Regions from separate parts of the Mus musculus genome. Here region 2 is linked to region 1. Evidence: chromatin contacts called from public promoter capture Hi-C data. All regions are on one chromosome and are shown on one strand. The core of a region is the stretch at or near the end of the contact, and the rest is flanking DNA. Distances in the headings are between cores, read along the strand shown.

Region 1 (2,910 bases), core at 42-2,541:
TTTTCAGATAGATTAAGATGGGTTCTCCTTATTAAAAACTACCATTTTAGGAGAAGTGAAAAATAACTTGTGACTTGTCTGGCAGCCCTTTGCAACTGGGTGCAAGCCAAACTTATCTCATAGCCAATATCACCAAGGAATAGGCACAACAACCTGGAGTTGCGTCAGTATGCTGCCGTCTTCCTTACACCAAAACCAGATTAAACAAAAATAAGAACAGGAAGAGCCCCAGATGCCTGGGAGGGAATACAGCTGTGCTAAGAGTGACTTACTTCATGGACTGCACAGACAATGCTTCTTGCTATCAGGAGCTTTAGGGCTGGGTTTTGTCAAGTATAATTAAAATCCATGTATGTAAGTAAAAATGAATCTGTTGAGTTTATTATTTTGGGATATCAAAATGTAGACTTCCACCACATCTTTCTCAAAATAATTCCAAGAACACTGAAACACATGCATGTTTGCGGAGTTTCTTATGTGCTTATAAAGGTTATTTGGAAATCCGTAACTACAGGCCATTTCTGCTGCCTCTGCTTGCGTGGGAGATTGCACAATGGAGTATAGTCAGAGAACAAGAACAATATATCATGAAAGTGAGACATCTTTAGAGGTGCAGCCAATTTAGAGCTGGGCCAAAATCAACAGCTCCTCATGCTGGATTATGCAAGATGTCTGCTGCCCTGTTGTTAAGTCTCTATTATCATTTGCTCTTCTGACGCTTCTTAATCTAAAAGATTATTAAATATATTTTAATGGACACTCAATTTACTAGTTATATTTTCTGAACTGCTCTTTCACATTTTAGGGGCATCGGTAGCCATGTGAAATTAATGAAAAGTGAGTAGATATTATGTTAGCACCGAGGTCTGTATAAAGATACAAACTTATTTCAGACTACATGACCGTGACCTTATGGTTGCTTTTGAGCAAACAAATAGAAACCATTCAGCAGGTTGAAAACTTTCCACTGGATCTGGCTGCGGAGAGCAGAGCTCAGTTCATCAGCAGAACGTTTTAAATAACGGATCACCAAGGAGAACAAAGACAAGGAAGTGCAGATGGAAAATTCCATGGGAACATCACGGTTGCACGTTCCTCTCCTTGAAGGGGAATGTCTGTTGTACAGACCATTTCCCTCTCCCCTGAGTGTACCAGAGGTCAGAGTTACTCTCAGACACAGGACTCTTAGTAGGATCTCCCTTATTGTCACACTTCTGCAATCAGCGCACACAGACAGGGACTCAGAAAACATCTCCTGCTGTTAGTTCCCCAGGAAGGAGTTCCTTGGGTGTTTCCAGCCATTACCAAGGACAGCCACTGGGCACTTTACTTTCACTATGCTACATATGCAACTAGTCCTGGAAATGAACCATGATGACATTTCCAGAATGTATTCTCCTTTCCAAACCCAGTAAAGTTACAAACATTTGCTATTGTCGGTATCAGTTCTTGGTATCTTTCTGAATCTCTGTTTAGAAACATAAATGCATACGTTGTCCAGTGTCCAGAGACTGCTATTTTCGTACTAACTTATCACTTGGCCATTCAGAGCCACTCTTACGTAAAGTACTGGCATGCGACCTAGGGATCCCGTGGACCAAAGTCCCTGCCCTGTCTGAGATGTTGGGGAATGAGAAGTGCTAGCAGACAAGAAGCTAAGTTACTACCATTAGGAGAAGCTCCCGTAAACAGGGTAAGGGGGCTATGGAGACAGAGATGTCACACTGAGGCACGAAAGGAGGCTTCTCTGAGCAAACGGTATTTATTAAGCTAAAATCAGGACAAGCTATTCAATACAGTGACATCATCTATAACACAGCTGTAGAGAATGCTGATCTCAGGAAGGCTTCGGTAAGAAATAAACCCACACATCTCAAAGAGATGTACTCTTTATCAAAACGGAATGGCATACATGCTTAGTATTACAGAATACAAAGAAAGACAGTCTGAGTTGCTATAAAGTACCTATGTGCACAATATTTTAAACACTTCCATATAAATATTTATATGTTTTAAGGGGTATTCCTAGACTCATTATTATGCATTTTTATAAACATGAAAACATGGTTTTGCATACAACTTTATTACATGAATAAAAATAAATACCTCATGCCTTAGAATGTTGAATGTAACATTGTATCCATCTTCAGGAAACAAGAACATTTAAGACTTTCTTACTCTTACAGCTTTAAACCTTAGTACAAATCCCAGGCTACTGAAAGCAGCCCATTTGTCCATTTGCTCTCAACTATGCTCACAATATGATTTTTCAAGTCTACCATTTCCTAAAAATATGTATTATTTATATTTGCCACTTTTAAATTAACACAGATTGGCATATAACACTAAAAATGAGTTATCGTTCTTGACCCTAAAATAAAAGTGGCAAAGTTAGCAAGGAAATAAGACTTTGCCATAGAGTTAAAAATCAAAATAAAATGGGGAAGATTTTTAAAATGAAAAGCACATAAAATAACCCTTTATTACTTTGTTCTGAAAAACACATTCAAAGGTACATTGCGTAGAGGAGGGCACAAAGTCAAAAGGGCGCTTAGTAGTCTCTGAATGTTCCAGTACTCAGACACAGGGCCAAGCTCCTGCAGACTGCAGAGGGAAAGGCAGGACAGCGAAGACTGTTTAACACAGGGCAGTGAGCACTCCCTCATCTTTAGTCTCTTGCCCCCCTTTTTGGTGTGTTGTAAATTAGACAATATCCTAACTTGCCAGGAGAAAAAGGGTTGTGTCGCTAATTTTGTACAAGGTTGTTAAGTCCACCCTACTGTGTTAACTAGACATTTATTTGGTCCTGCAACAAAAGGCAGTGTTACAATACAACCAGTGGTGACTCATTAACTTTCTTCCTTGATGTCCTTCCTTTAAGGAGTTTTCTTTGAAATCAACTGCAGCATA
Region 2 (2,887 bases), core at 116-2,615, 230 kb before region 1:
GAGAGACTCTGTCACTCTCCACCACTACCAGGACCACATCTTTCCTCAATGTTTAATGAAAAGAAAACTTAGATTCTGGTCTATTTTTTAATTACTTTATTCCAGCCAAATTAATTTCTCTCCTTTGAGTCCATAGCATCTACTATACTATTTGCCACACAGAAAATTTTCAGATGGTATCTTAGCCATTCTCATAATCTTATGTCATTGTGCACACATGCACACAAGCTCGTTCCCAAGGACCATTAGGGTAGTTACAGAGTCTGTGCAGCACTCGGATAAAAGGAAGAGATTCACTGACATAGGGTACTCAGGTCTCTTCAGTTATGACTTCCGATCTTCCCCCACATGCTGCCAGTGATGAAGGACAGCTAATTGTTGCCATTGTTGTGCTTTTTTTTCAACCCTGCAGAACTTGATTCTTAAGCCAACACTAGGAGTGTTTCAACACACACAACTTAGAGGCTTGTTATTTGAGAGTCCCTTAAAGGTAAGCAATATCCAGCGTATTCTCAGGGTATTGAGAAATCATAACCCCAATGAAATACGAGTCATAGTTGGCAGGACAGAATATAAAAGGTAAGTATTGTTGAAGGTAAGAACCTTTCTTTACTGCTAGTGGGAGTTAAATGGATACTTTGAAAGCACAGTAGCAGACTTTCAGAGTTCACAGATGGACTTATTAAAACAGTCTAGAAACTCCACCCTTTGATTTCGACTTCACTCAACAGAAATGAAAGCATTTACACACATAAACGGGTACGTGAATGCTTATAGCCAAAAGGTGGGAACACTGCTGTGCCTGGCAACTGTTGAATATATTAACAGGAATGCAGTGTGTGATACAATGGAATACACTTCCGTGATAAAAAGGAATAGAATGTTGACTTGTGCTATACCTCAGACGAACCTTGGAAGCATTGTGCTAAATGAAAGAAATCAGACACAAAGACCACATATTGTATGGATGTTTTTATTCTAGATGTCCAGGCTAGGCAAATTCACAGAGACAGAAAGTTAAGTACTGTTTTCTAGGGCAAAGGTTTGTGGAGATGCACCTAGGAGTAGTGATTGCTAAAAGGTAAAGGTTTCTTTTTGAGATAGTAAAAATATCCCATCACTGTGATAATAGTTGCAACCTAAATATGAATATTACTAAGAACCGCTACACCATACACGGGCGAAAAAAATAAAATAAAATCCCATCGATTATTTATTTCAAAGACTGAAATTTGGGACTAAACATCCAAAAACCTTGTTATTTCAAATCCCCGCCGCCAACGAACTGGGGGGCTCCCGGGCAGGTCTCAGGCTCACGTGGGAGGTATCCTCGCCGCAGCAGCGCTGCAGAGGTTAGTCGGGGCAGTGTAGGACGCGGCTCCCGCGGCCTCAGGTCACTGCGCGCCCCTCCTCCGGGCCTGAGTCACGGCGTCGCCCGAGTCCCCACGCGAGGATGCTGCGGTGAGCGCCGTCCGGACGCCGCGGGCCCTGGGGCGCAGCGTGGGGCTCCCGGCCGCCCGCCCGCCTGCCCGCCCGGTGCGGCCGCTCGGGACTGCTCGGGACAGTCGGCGGCCTGCGAGCCCTGGGCCTCCATGGCGTTCACCCGGAAGAGGCAGCGCGAGCAGCAGCTGCAGCTCTACTCCAAGGAGAGGTGCGCGGGGCGGGAGGCCGGGCCGGGCGGCAGCCGGGGACTCTCCTGCAGGCCGCGGCCGCCTCCGGGGCCGCAGAGCCGCGCGCGGGTGGGCCCGGCTGGCGGGGGCGCCTGGGGACGCGAAGGCAGGGCGGTCCCCGCGCCCGCCCGCCCGCCGTCCCACGCCGGCGTCTCCCCACCGACCCTCCGCGCCCTGCATGGGAGGCTGTTGGGGAAGCGCGTGCGGCGGGGCGGCCGCGGTCAGCCGCGGCCCAGGGAGGACGTGGGTAGAGCTCCGGCCTCCCTCAGATCCCGTCCCCGCACAGGAAAGCGCACTTCCGCCCCGTGGGTCCCTCCCAGGGCGGTTGGTTTTGTGACCCAGCTGTGGTTCCAGCGGGAACGCGGGCTACATTTTTGTTTGTTTGTTTTGAGATGCGGGTTTGTCTGTGGGAGCCGGGATCCGACGGTCACGTTGTTGCTGAGTGGATCCAGCGAAGCAGGCTATGCCAGGAAATGCAGGTGCAGCTTTTATTCTGGGTGCTCTGCGGAGGCTTCACCTGTAGCTATTGCTCAACCCGCCCTCTTCCCCAAGCCCCGCATCTCTCTCTAAGATGTAGTGGGCTGGCAGGGTGGTCCGCGCTGAAATTACCTTTCCACCTCCGGAATTTAAATGGAATTTCTTTGTCTGGCACCCGACGACTTGTTAAGACTTGTTGGTGCTCTGTGTTACATTGAAGAGCATTCAGATTAACATTTGAAATGTTTTAAACGCGTGGCCTGTCATGTTTCTAGGACTTAGTCATTTGTAACAATCCTGTGATAAACAGCGAAATCGGACAGGGGGTGTTTTGTCGTAGATTCTGACTTATTTTAATCGTCTTACGCTGCTCTGTAATGTTAGAGGAACTCGCTGCCCCGGTTATTTCCAGCAAATGCTGGTTTGTTTACATATTATGTACATATGTTCACAGTACTCCAAGGTAGGAGTGCTCCCAGCCCAAACATTTATCAGCTGCCAGCATCAACTCTTCCCTACACTCAGCACCAGCAGCTGATTTCTACTTCCTGATCACCCCAAATTTTTATTTTGAACGTAAACCAAGCAGATTCTTTATAAATCATAGAATCCATTTTTAAAAAGGGGAACTTTTAAAAGTTAACTTTGGAAAACCAACCTTACAGAGACCCAGATCTACCATTTCTGCCCACGCGTTTCTTGGCTTATCTTTTGGCAACATTGGCTTCAAATGGGCAACG

What was found. Promoter capture Hi-C pulls out the DNA fragments that hold promoters and counts their contacts.
Region 2: a contact with region 1 is called in a promoter capture Hi-C map of liver, with 2.4 times the contacts expected there. The contact joins the promoter of Nsmaf here to the enhancer-like site in region 1. A contact is called at or near these places in 12 of 39 promoter capture datasets (the 3T3-L1 cell line, 3T3-L1-derived adipocytes, the C10 cell line and 8 more), 1 of 484 Hi-C or Micro-C datasets (bone marrow-derived macrophages), 11 of 115 datasets of contacts at active chromatin or transcription factors (CD8 T cells, bone marrow-derived macrophages, effector CD8 T cells and 7 more) and 3 of 9 other capture datasets (adipose tissue, liver and pancreatic islet).

What each region holds. Positions count from the first base shown.
Region 1 is chr4:6,220,517-6,223,426 of GRCm38.p6, reverse strand. No RefSeq gene overlaps it. Among named protein-coding and RNA genes, the nearest start is that of Ubxn2b, 31 kb to the right of the region's middle. Within about 2 kb of position 1,291, at least 45 of the 459 cell types and tissues checked have an H3K27ac peak or open chromatin away from gene starts, as enhancers often do. A contact at or near this core is called in adipose tissue, liver and pancreatic islet, where this site is marked.
Region 2 is chr4:6,452,749-6,455,635 of GRCm38.p6, reverse strand. Nsmaf (neutral sphingomyelinase (N-SMase) activation associated factor) reads left to right here and starts at 1,365. Exons shown (of 31, transcript NM_010945.2): 1 at 1,365-1,651. The coding sequence starts at 1,593.